2 separate regions of the Mus musculus genome follow, and region 1 is linked to region 2. Evidence: chromatin contacts called from public HiCAR-type data. All regions are on one chromosome and are shown on one strand. Each heading gives the region's core, a stretch centred on a gene start, on an enhancer-like site or on the middle of the called end of the contact. The rest is flanking DNA. Distances are from core to core; before and after follow the strand shown. Region 1 overlaps Acp6 (acid phosphatase 6, lysophosphatidic). Region 2 holds the start of 4930573H18Rik (RIKEN cDNA 4930573H18 gene).

Region 1 (6,229 bases), core at 2,297-4,796, 80 kb before region 2:
TAGCCAGGGCACCAAGACACCTCTGTGACTTCCTAAAACAGGCCTCACAGTGAGAAGGTACAGCCTGGCAGACACACTCAGGAGAGCTGGAGAATAGCCCTATTTCTAAGAGATCTATAATAGAACTGAGATGTGGCCATGTTGTACTTTGCTACCACAGGCCGACACTGCCCTACGCTCATAGAATTCAGACAGTCAAAGCTACCACTCAGAACTCTATTGGGCTTGAGAAGAGACATCTGACACTAAACCACCCACTCCCGCCTCAGAGATCTTACCTTCCCATTGTAAAAGAGTTGCACAAACCACTCCTTAGATTCTTGGTGCTGGTAGAGTTCCATGGTCAGGTCAACAGCAAATGGGGGCCATTTTTGGTCAAAAATCCCCAAGGCCAACAGCATAGGCAGGAGGGTTACATCATGTGTTGCATAGAGGTACATCTTTCTGCAAGAAGGAAATGATTCTCTACAATTGCTGGCCTTGGGATCAGGATACCAGGAGGCCAAGGCATTGCCTGTCTCCTCTGAGAGAATAACAGCAGAAGCAAGGGGCAGCTAGCAGTCAGCTGAGCTGGTTTAAAACTCCTCTGGAGCAGATGGTGAACAGCCTGTTCCCACTCTCACGTCTCACGGAGAAGAACGACCCCTGGAACAACTCTCTTCGCTTCTGCCTTCCTGCCCACTCACTTATTCCTCCCCTGGTGAGAAACGTGTGGCCTACCTCTCTACTTCCTCTGGGTCCTGCCATCCCATGACTGATGTTCTTCCTACTCTTGGCTACGTGAGTGTAGGAGGGTCACTCCCGCTCCTTGCAGGTTTGGAAATTTTAATTAGTTTCAAACATATATTAAGCTGCTTGGTCTTTAACACATGTCTCAGGCAGCCTTAGCCAGTAATTTAAGAAGCCATTTTATGGTATCTGTTTGATGCCAACATTTCTCTCCTCAGCATGGTCCAGCACTTTACTGACTCTCAAGCTAGGAGACCAGCACAAGGGGGAGAGCGGCAAGGAGCAAAAGGTGTAGGAGATGCCATGCAGGCGTGTGTGATGGCCAGAGACGGACAGGCACGGCTTCACTGTTAGAAATGCTGGGGTTGGAAAGATGACTCCGTGGGTAAGAGCACTGACTGCTCTTCCAGAGGTTCTGAGTTCAATTCCCAGCAACCACATGGTAGTTTGCAACTATCTATAATGGGATCTGATGCCCTCTTCTGGTGTGTCTGAAGACAGCTACAGTGTACTCACATGCACAAAATAAATAAATAAATATTCTTTTTTAAAAAAGGAAAAAAGGAAATGCTGCTCCAAGTTCCAGGCCTGTTTTACCCCTAGGAACTCAGCTCCCTGCACCTCTCGCACCCACTGCAGGCTTTTAGCTGTATTATCTCGAGCCCTCCCCTCTCTTCACGTCCTGGCAGTACTGAATATTAAGGAACATCTAATTAAAATGTAGGCTCTGCTTGAACATGACAGAGAGGAGCCTAAGACTTAAACAAGTCTCCAGGTTACGACACTGTTGGCAAACCACAATTTGTGAAGCTAGTTCCCAGGACACATGACATTCCAAATCCAGGTCCCTAGCCTGTGAAAGTGGGGATACAAGCCCATAAGCTGTTTCCAATGTTTTAAAAGGTACAGTGATCATACTTTCTGTACACCAAATGAAAGATTCAAACCAAGTCATCATTGTTTTGGACTATCAAAATATCAGACCAGTGTGATACTAATGTACTTGGCATACATCCAGTTAAGTTTTTTTTTTTTTTTAAGATTCATTTCATTTATTTATTATATGTAAGTACACTGTAGCTGTCTTCAGACACTCCAGAAGAGGGCATCAGATTTTGTTACAGATGGTTGTGAGCCACCATGTGGTTGCTGGGATTTGAACTCGGGACCTTTGGAAGAGCAGTCGGTGCTCTTAACCACTGAGCCATCTCACCAGCCCCAGTTAGTTTTTTAAAAAGAAAAGAAAAATAATTTTGAGACATTAAAATAAAAACATTCAAGCAAAGCCACAGCAGGAAGAAAGGTAAAAGGTTGTGACCTGCTTGGGAGTATATGGCCTTGTAAGCACCAGCCACCCACAGCCTTGTTCTTGACGCTTACCCTTGGTCCCTCCCTGCAGCCAGAGGCCCCCACAGCTCTCATAAGCATTCACTGTGCTGGGTACCTGGTCTTGCTGGGTGCGGTGGTAGGGTCCACAGTTTTGAGCAGGTTTCCTTCCAGGATGTGTAGGAATGGGCCCACTGCCATCTGGATACTTTCCCTGTGAAGCGGGAATAACATTCAAGTACCCAGCAGGAACTCAGTGCTCAGGAGAGGGGTCAGCTCTGCCTCCTAGGACCTCAGGAGCCCAGTCAGAGGAGGCGAAGAAAAGACAAGTGACGCAGGGGGCACAGCAAGGGCAGGGGGAGAAATGGTATCAAGTTTGAGGGTTCTCTGTAAACAAAGACTTCCAACAAAAACATCAGGATATATATATATATATATATATATATACCCCTACCATGAATGCAGCCGAGATGGAGACACTCAGGGAGTTACAAGGAAGTGGGCCCTGGGCTGGAGATATGGCCCAGAGAGTAAAGTCACTTACTTCTAAGCCTGTTAGAAATGGGGAATCTACGTAGTGGAAGGAAGCCCATCCACATCTGTATACATCATATGCATGCATGTGCACACATCCTACACATGCATGTGAACATGCACAATAAATAAATGTAAACAAACAAACAAACTACACCTTGAGGAATCAAAAGGCAGAGCTGGGAAGGGTAGAGGGAACAAGATTCAGAAGTCTACAAAGGCAAAGCAGTGGGAAGGAGGCGCACCCGCTGCCTGGGCCTCCAGCCACCTCTAACTTCTGGAGCTGAGCCGTAAGGACTCTTCTTTAGTCCTGTTCAGCTCCCATCCCTTTTCATCTGGGTCATCTCGTCGCAGTGACGGTAACTCAACTCTCAGGGTGAGGAGCACAGCAGAGAAAGGCTGCCAAGTGACAAAAGACGTACTGTAGCTGTGCCTCACACTTCTACTGGGGGAGGAAGACCCCCCCAACTAAAACACAACCTACTACTCTTAGGATTCTAAATACTTAATTGTACAAGGGAGAGGAGGCTGGCATGATTGGTGTGAGTCTGTTGTGGAAATTGCCACCTTCATAGCTGAAGGAATGGTAAGCAATGGCCGAAGGGGGCAGGGGCAGCCACTGCATGTGGCCTGTGCTTGCCAGGTACACAGGCCAGACAACCCAGGCTGCACTGTGACGTTGTACCATTTGTCCTTGAAGAACACATCAGTTTTGTGAAACTGATATAAGTAGAACGACCAGCGGAGCAGAAAGAGTGCTGCAGTGGCTAGATACAAGCTGCCTGCCTGTTCTCATGAAGTTTTACTAGAACATACACTTGCCAGTTCGTGTGCATATTACCCATAGCTGCTTCACGATGCATAAGAATGAAGCTGCGACAGACCAGGCACGGCCCACAGAGCCTGAGGTATTTACTGAGCACGTTTATGTGTGGACTGGCAGGAGGGAGGACAGTGAGTGGTTTGGCTGGAGCACTTCTGCATGCCCAAGACTAGCACACAGGCAGGCATGCTGACTGACTCCAAGCCAACTCGACCAGGGGCTCTTTTCTTACACAACCGACCCTGTTAATTCTTGAAACATTAACTGTTCCCCTCCCGCCAATAGTCCCGGATTATCCCTTCACTTTGGCCTGACTGTTTCCACCTATTCTTAGTGCAAACTGGATGTTCTTAATCATTAAAAGAAAAGCAATGGGCGTTCCAGAATGGAATCACAAGGACCAGCAAGATGCAGCAAACTGGTCAGAGGATCTGGGACCAAGTCTTCGCTCTGGCACCTGCCAAATGAGCCCAGGAAAAGTAGCCAGTCTCTCTCAGCCCAGTGCTTCTCTCTGTCAAGCAGTGACAGGGATTAAAGGAGGGCTCTGTAAACCCTGCACAGCAGCAAAAGATGCCTCCCAGGCAGTGAGAACAGGGAATTATTTGTAAACTGAACCAAGACCAACAAGACTGTAGCATGGCTCCTCCTGCTTCCACTCCCTCCACCTCTGTCTTTTGAAAGGTAAAACAAGAGTCTGACACTCTGACACTCTGGACTCTGTGTAACAGGGACAGAGATACAGGTTCCTACCCCAGTAAGAGCAGAGGCCTGAGGGTAGGCTAGCAGAAAGGGTTTTCCCCTCTTCACACAGAGGTGCCAGCTGAGAGCTGATACTGCCCGGCCCCAAGGCATGCAAGCACAAAAGCATGCACCTCTGCCACAGACTGAGCACGACCTGACCTGACCTGACCCCTCACCTGTCTTCTTGTTCCACCACATACAGGGCCATGTCCACAGCCCTCTGCTCAATCAGCTGGGCGAATCTCTCCAGGGCCGGGCAGTTTAGAAGGCTGTGTACCTGTAAGAGTCACTGGTGATGTCACAAGACAACACTTCTTGCCTACTAAGGGCGCCAATTAGCTTCTATTAAACCATAGGGGCGGGTTTTTTCCTGGGAAGCCTATGTCCTCAGGCCCTCCAGAACTGTTTCTACAGATCTATAGGCACAGAATTGCTCCTTGTTTTTAAAGATTTCTTTACTTTTATTTCACATACATTGGTGTTTTGCCTACATATATGTCTATGTAAGAATATCATATCCCCTGGAATTGGAGTTATAGACATTGTGTGTGCTGGGAATTGAACCTGGTCCTCCGGAAGAGCAGCTAGTGCTCTTAATAGCTGAACCATCTCTCTAGCTCTATATAGGCACAGAATTGTAAAAACTGTTCCATACCCCATGATGGCTCCCATGCACTCCAAGTCTTAAAAAACTAACAATTTTTAACTTTTAATGAAGAATAAAATATAAGTCAAGGAATTGACAAATCTCATTTGATTTTTATTTTTCTTAAAATGATTTTAGCAACTGCATGCCATATAAATACTTTTCACGAACCCTTGCCATATAAGCCCACATTTACTAATAAACATGAGCACTAGGCACACTGAGGCTTGGGGGCACCGTCCTTTCTGTAAGAGAAGGAAAAGGCCCACATACTGTCTTTGGACATCAGCACTTCAGCCCACAGAAGCCCTCCCACAGTGTGATGCTATTACTGCATGGGATGTAATACACATTTCACTGCATTTTAATAACATGTTTATATTACATAAAATGTTATATGCATTCATAAAATGTAAAATGTATAATATATTTTTAGTACATAGGAGGATTTTATGGATAAATCATATAGGAACATGAAAGGCAACCTCGTCTCTGGCTGAGCTAAGGTTTGAAACCCCGGTGACCCTGTAGGGGATAACCCTACAAGGGACGGTAGGCGTTTTGCCACCCTCCTGGACACCAGGCTCCTGGCACTAGGCCACAGCTCTCCATAGTTTGTGGTCATCAGTCACATAAGGGCAATGCCCCAAGCCCTTCCATAGGTAGCAGACGTGAGGACAGGTCACATAGCCTCAAGATAGATCTCCATTTTAATGAGGTACCTAAAGGCCTGGAGGCTTAGCCAATAAACTCTCCTTCCCAGACACTCCTCCCTGCAAAAGGTATTTACCTCAGGCCCGCCCTGAGAAGTGGGGTACGGTTTTACTCATCGCCACTCTCCGCCATGACAATAAATGTCTTAACCATGGACTGTCTCTTTTCATCGGGATCCTCCGTGGGGAGCAATGGAGAAGATCTTCGTTTAAAGAGCCCCGACTAATCTCCCACAGGAGGCCTCTCAGCACTCCCAGCCAAGGCCTCCACCAAGCCAAGCCAGCCACCGACAAACCAAGGGCGATCCTTCCCGCCGGACCCAGCCAGAGCTTTCTTCTCTTTCCCCCTTCAGCCTAGACCCAAGCCAGCTCTGGCTGCCCCCAGGAACCTCAGACTGTACTCCCCCACCCCAGAGCGGGGTCCTGAGGCTTCACATAGTCTGAAACCCACAACAGCATGGTCAAACTTCACACATCCCACCTCCTGAGCGGCTGGAGCCCCAAGTATACACGGGGCACCTCATAACCCAAAAAAATCAAATTGAGGAAAATAGTCTAAAGGATTAACCAGATTACAGATATCTCAAAAATTTATATTAATTGGTTGTTCAATTGTGTGTGCATATGCACACATGTGTATATATGTGCATATACATGTGTGTACATACATGTAAGTGTGTATACATGTAAGCATGTGTGTGCATGTGTATAAGCATG
Region 2 (6,011 bases), core at 2,775-5,274:
GGCTGGGCAGGGGAGGCTACATCTCCTCCCTGTTGTTAATATAAAAAAGAAAAGGCTGGGCTGAGGCATAACATTTATTTATGCTCTATAGTTCTGCCTAAATTTTAGGGCCTAATGAAGAAACCTGTCTCAGTGGGATTTCTTAACTTTTCTTATGGTAAACCGAATCTGGATAAGACTGTCCTTTCTGTCCTAGTAAACAACTAGCAGATTAGCCCTGAGCTGTAGGCTCTGAGTCTTATAATGCTAATTAGTACTGAATAGGTAACTTCCTAGTTGAATTTTAAGTAGTCAGCTATAGGGCATTGGAACCCAGGCGAAGGCTGACTGTATGAATTTGAAAGGCACTATATTATGAATAACACTGAAGGAGAGTATGTGGATATTCCTCCACATTCTTGGATGACAGGCGGGGAACAGGGAGGAGGGGATGACGACTGGCTCCTTAGTACAAGACCAATTAGCTTTTTAGGGTGGGAGGCTGTGAAGGGCTTGCCCTTCTAACAGTATGGTCTCCAACCTCTCCCCCCACCCCATTAATTAAGTTTAATAAGGCCATGTTTAAGTGAGGTGATCAAATGATTTTCTCATCCATAGATGAGTGGGCTTTAACCTTGGCTTGGGGGGAAATTGACCCCATTCCTCCCAATGGTGCTGTCACGACCCACAATCATGGCTCTTGGTATCTTTTGAGGAGGGGAGGCAGAGCCTTAGAAAAATATTTTTGGTTGTAACTGGAACTAGATACCAACCTCCATCCAAACCAGTTGTATCTCACTCACAGGGAACCCAGAAATGGTCAAGCTGGACCTTCCCCTGCAGTAAATTTCTGCACCCAAGCGGTACCTGTACTGTATTCATATGATCACAAATCAGTATGCACAGTTCTGGGTACTGTGCAGCTCCTAAAGGAGAATTGTCAACCTCAGATTTAGCAAGGCCTCGACAAGAATTATGTCACTAGTGACACCACAATTTGTGGCTCTTAGGCTATATTAGGAGCTGGAGGTCACCCTCCTCATCTCTGTTATTCCCACAGCCTGAGGAACTAAGGGGACCTTGCAATAACAGCAAGGGTAGAAAACCAGAGACCAGCTAAGGGACTAAGCCTGTCTATCAGAATAAAAACCAATCTCTTCTCATATTTGAAATATCTGCCTTTCTAGCCCTCGTAGTAAACTTAAATTTAAAGTCAGACCAAAAGCCACAATATGTCTTTAGAATGAAAATAACAGCTGCCTCTAGCATGCTCTAGGGGCCAGGGATGTACGTCCACTGCAGTCCGGCTGAAGGTGTTGATTGACCTGCTTGAAAGACAAAATCTTAGACAGTGAAGAGTAACATCACAAAGCTTCTTTTGGGGAAGTCCAGGTACTTTTTTCAGTTGCAAATTAGCAAGGCTCAAGCTCAGTCTCTGGGCTGGTTTTAGAATTAGTAAAAAGGCCAGAGACTCTCTGGAAGTGGGGGATGTGCTCTGAATTAACTTTGCTAGGTAATTAAGAATATAGTTATCTACAATAGGAATCTCTAATATTGGACTAAATATTAGACCAGTCTAAGATTGAGTTAGAATGACTGGTCACACTGAAGAAAAGAGAAAAATCATTATGACTCTATTAAATGACTAATCTTACTAAGTCAGAATATACAGTCTCTGATGTTCTTTTGCCATAAAGTTAAAAGGCTAGAAGCTAGTCTAAACTGGAAAAATGGTAAGCAAAGATGGATCTAAAACATGAATCTAATTTAGTTTCTTAGGCATTTCAATCAGGGCACTGAGTCAACTTACCTGCCAGCTCATCACACAAATTAACCATCATGCTTCTGCGGTGTTCTGTGGAGAGAACCTGATTTTCCCTTCCCTAATAAGGCAGCTGTTTAGGATCAATCTATAAGCCAATAAATAGATTCTTTTAAGATACTATAAAGCATTTATTAAATTCTTTGACAATTAAATTTTAAAATTTGAAAATACAGATATGATTTAAATAGTGTGCATGGGAATGCACTAAATACAGGGAATACAATTTCTCCCTTTTTTGTCTTTTAAGAAGTTAAAGTTTTTAAGTTTCACAATATCTAATCCTTTGAATTAATAACTTGTTGACAAAACATTTTAAATACTTGGCTGTAAAGGGGCAGTGACTAATTGCATTTTCAATCATTTCTCTTAAGGAGCGGTTGTAACTAGAAAGCTTGAAAAGTTATTAAGAGTCACATGTGCATAATTTATTTATTTATTAACTAGAAATAAGAGCATTTATTTGTAGCAAATTATTAAGTAAAAGTCCTCAAGAATTAATACTATTATGTGGAAACAAGTAGTAACTGAGGACACTAAAAGGAAAGAACTATACATACATAATTTTTAAGAATACTAAAATATTATCTTAAACCATAACTGTTATGAATATATAAAGAATGAGGTTATATATCCAATCTATTTTATATGGACGACCTATAGACTGTCTGAGATATAAATTTATCCTGGCATTGTTTTAAAATGTCCAGGCAATTAGGACAATTTAATAAATGTCTAAAAATTGCCTTCTTAAAAGGACAGCATTATTTTTTATGAGTTGTATATGCATAAGCAATTGTAAATTTGAGAATTAATAGTATCTGAGGGACGAACAATCTTAAGCAATTGTGAGCTCTGAAATATAGCATTGACTACTAATATACAAATTAAGGTTTGATTGTTTAGCATTTTAAAACACCATCTACAGCACACAACTAGATTATTTGTGCTGAAACAGGGGGAAACTGTGTGTCTCAAGGCCCCGCCCCACAGCAGCCAGCAGCTAGCTGGGCCCACATGGGCCAATGATCAGCTGGGAGGATGAGAAAAATGACTTTACAATGATTTTTCTGGCCAAGGAATTGTTTTGGGCACAGCTAATATTTAATTACTAATGAATATAATTAATAACAATTATAAAAGCTTTCTTTAATTTTTGTAAAACCTTATGTAGTAAACTAAAACCCTAAGTAATAAAAAGATATTGTCTCTGAATCTTTTGGGTGAGAGCAAGGATTTAAGGTAAACTTCCCTTGAGAAGCATTAGTTAATAAAATACTTTTCACTTAGGAAACAATATACACTGAAAGATTTAAACTCTTAGCTTCTTGTATAGAAGCAGAGACAATAAAAATTTTTCTTACATAATGTAAAGCTATATTAGCCATACCTAGAGGCAAAACTTTCCAGTGATTACCAGTTCACTAGAAGCAAACCCATTATCATGCAAGGGAAAAAAAAAACCCGAGCCTTCAAACCTATAATAACCTTACATGAAGTAGGCAAGCCAGATTGTAATGCCTTTATAAGTTCTACAGTCTGATTGACCCTTCTATAAACTTTGAATTAGAACTTTATTTAGAACAACTTCTGGATAGATCTGCAACAGTGTTCGTTTAGCTAAAACAAAATTTCCCTGGAGGCAGTGAGAGGCAAGTTTCAAGAGCTTCCTAGGCACCAAGTTTCAAGAGCTTCCTTAGGCACCGTTTGTAAGACAAAAGAAAGTCACACAAGCCCTGCTGAGGCTGCTCTGAGCTTTGTTTGGCTCTATGGCCACAGAGAGCTGTATTAGTGCTCTCATAAGATGATTCTGTAAGACCCCAGATGCTAGGCCTCAGCTCAAGTCCCAGGATGAGCTGGCCAACACCCCAACATCTCGAGAGAAAAACACACCTGATGCAAACTGCAAGAGGTTTTATTATCAGCTAGCTGAGGACGAAGTCCCTCCACAGTACAGGGCAGGGGAGTTTGACCCAGAGCAGTGACAGTAGGGGGCTTTTAACAGCCAGCTGAGGAGTTGGGAGGAGAGTTGGGAGGAGTTCTTCTCTTCAGAGTGTCCTTGGTGAAATTTATAAGGCAGGAGTGGGGAGTGAGTTCTTTCTGAATTTTTATCTCCATGTCCTCAGCACAGGAAGGCAGGCATCTCTGGTTGTACAGTATAGAAACAAAAAGGCTTTTTGCTGGCTATAGAGAACAAAGAGCTTCTTTCTGGCTGTATTTTTAGAGATCAGGGAAAACAAGCTTGGGGAACATCCAGGGGCTTTACCTTCCAGGGAGAAACGCTCTAAGTCGGGGTCTCACATTCCCCACTCCTTCTAGTACATAGTTCTAATCTTAGAACTAGGAAAATTAAAACTCTGGCCCAGTTGTCAAACAAAGCCAACATGAGGTCGCAACTTTAGGATATGTAACATTGAGAGCCTCAGAAGCCCCTTGAATATGACTAGAGAGTCTCTCCTCAGTGGTAGGAGGGAGGGAGGAGGTTCCTGTGCCGTGCCTGGTGAGTGTGAGCAAGGCCATGCCAGTGGGCCACAGCAGGGCCAGGAGGGGGAGCCGGGGCGCATGCCCGAGGAGCAGCGGGACTTGTCGGAAGCACCAGGTAGGGTCCCTTCCATCTGGGTTCAAGGTTGTTAGAATGGTGGTGCCAGACCAGGACAGGATCTCCTATGTGAAATTAATGTGGCACCACGGTCGTTCCTGGTTCGTATGTTTTTTCAGCAATTCCCAGGAGTTTTTTCTGACCAGTTCTAGGGCCTTTAAGAGAGCTAGCAGGGGTTGGGAAAAAAGGAACATCAAGGTCAAACATTCTCCTGCTTCTGTTAAGGGGGGCGGTCCCCCACGGAGGAGTTCAAAGGGTGTAAGTTTAAATTTTCCTGGGGTGTTCTGTACTTGGAACAAGGCGAAGGGAAGGAGAGCTGTCCAATCTTTTCTGCCGGTCTCTAAAGCCAATTTAGTTAAGATTTCTTTTAATGTTCTATTTACCTGCTCTACCTGTCCTGAACTCTGGGGTCTATAAACACAATGTAACTTCTAATCTATCCCCCAATTGTCTGGCTAACCCTTGGCTTACCTGAGTAATGAAGGAGGGGCCATTGTCTGATGAAAGTACTTTAGGGATGCTGAATCTTGGGAAATTTTCCTTTAATATCTTCTTTGTCACGACATTGGTGGTCTCCTTCTTAGTGGGGAAGGCTTTGACCCACTCTGAAAAAGTGTCTATAAAACCTAATAGATATTTACTACTGTACTTGGCTGGTTTAACTTTAGTAACATCTACTTTCTAGTATACCCCTGGCCGGTTACTTCTTAGCCACCTTCCGGGGGCGTTCTTGTGGTACCCGACATTGGTGACAGCACAGACTTGGCATTTATTAACAATCTTCTGGGCAACGTCGAACAGTTTTATAACATAGTAGTTTGAGTTCTTAACAATTTCTTTGAGCTTCTTAGTTCCCAAGTGCGTGAGCCAGTGTAGATTGGCTACATATTGTTGCCCTTCTCTGGTGGGCAGGACGGAGCAACCATCTTGGGTCTTAGCCACTCCCTGGAGAGTGTACCTACATATCTCAGGTATTTTGCCTGTTAGTTCCTGATCTTCTGAAGTATAGTCAAAGCCTGTGTCTTTGAGTTCATAATGGTTTTTAAGTTCTTTATTTTTCTCTCTAGCTATGAGGATCTTAGCTCTTTGGGCCGCCTGTTTGACAGCCAGGTCAGCCATCTGATTTCCCTTTGCTATTGTATCATGGCCTTTCTGGTGACCAGGGTAATGTATGATGGCCAGTTATTTTGGCAAGTGTATGGCTTCTAATAGGCTCAAGATTTCTTCTTTATTTTTAATATCTTTCCCAGCAAATGTGAGTAGTCCCCTTTGCCTATAGATTGTCCCTTGTATGTGAGCGGTGGTGAAAGCATACCTGCTGTCTGTGTAGATATTGATGTTCTTCTCTTCTGCCAGCCTCAAGGCTTGGGTGCGTGTGATTAGCTCTGCTCTCTGGGCTGTCGTCTCTTTAGGCAAGCTGCTGGCCCAGATGGTTTGTTTTCCGTTGACCACTGCTGCCTCTGCTTTTTGCTTTCCTTTAACCAAAAAGCTGCTACCCTACGTGCACCAGTTGGGGCAGCCTGGCCATGGCTGGTCAGTGAGGTCTTTCCTAGTTCCGGTTTCTTCTGCCAGGATGTCCATACACTGGTGTACTGGTAGGGAGTTGTTGGC

The links. HiCAR-type assays count read pairs that join an accessible place to other places.
Region 1: a HiCAR-type map of kidney shows a contact between it and region 2, with 4 times the contacts expected there. The contact joins the enhancer-like site here to the promoter of 4930573H18Rik in region 2. A contact is called at or near these places in 4 of 39 promoter capture datasets (embryonic stem cells, hippocampal neurons and liver), 5 of 15 datasets of contacts at CTCF or cohesin (CD8 T cells, the G1E-ER4 cell line, large pre-B cells and 2 more), 125 of 484 Hi-C or Micro-C datasets (the 63-12 cell line, 8-cell embryo, the AML12 cell line and 76 more), 11 of 115 datasets of contacts at active chromatin or transcription factors (astrocytes, bone marrow-derived dendritic cells, embryonic stem cells and 5 more) and 3 of 9 other capture datasets (adipose tissue, liver and pancreatic islet).

Annotation. Positions count from the first base shown.
Region 1 is chr3:97,169,843-97,176,071 of GRCm38.p6, reverse strand. It overlaps Acp6 (acid phosphatase 6, lysophosphatidic), which reads right to left. Exons shown (of 10, transcript NM_019800.4): 7 at 4,330-4,430; 8 at 2,174-2,269; 9 at 279-444. Among named protein-coding and RNA genes, the nearest start is that of Acp6, 14 kb to the right of the region's middle. Within about 2 kb of position 3,546, at least 13 of the 459 cell types and tissues checked have an H3K27ac peak or open chromatin away from gene starts, as enhancers often do. A contact at or near this core is called in adipose tissue, astrocytes, cortical glia and 1 more, where this site is marked.
Region 2 is chr3:97,090,798-97,096,808 of GRCm38.p6, reverse strand. It overlaps 4930573H18Rik (RIKEN cDNA 4930573H18 gene), which reads left to right and starts at 4,024. Exons shown (of 4, transcript NR_152120.1): 1 at 4,024-4,400.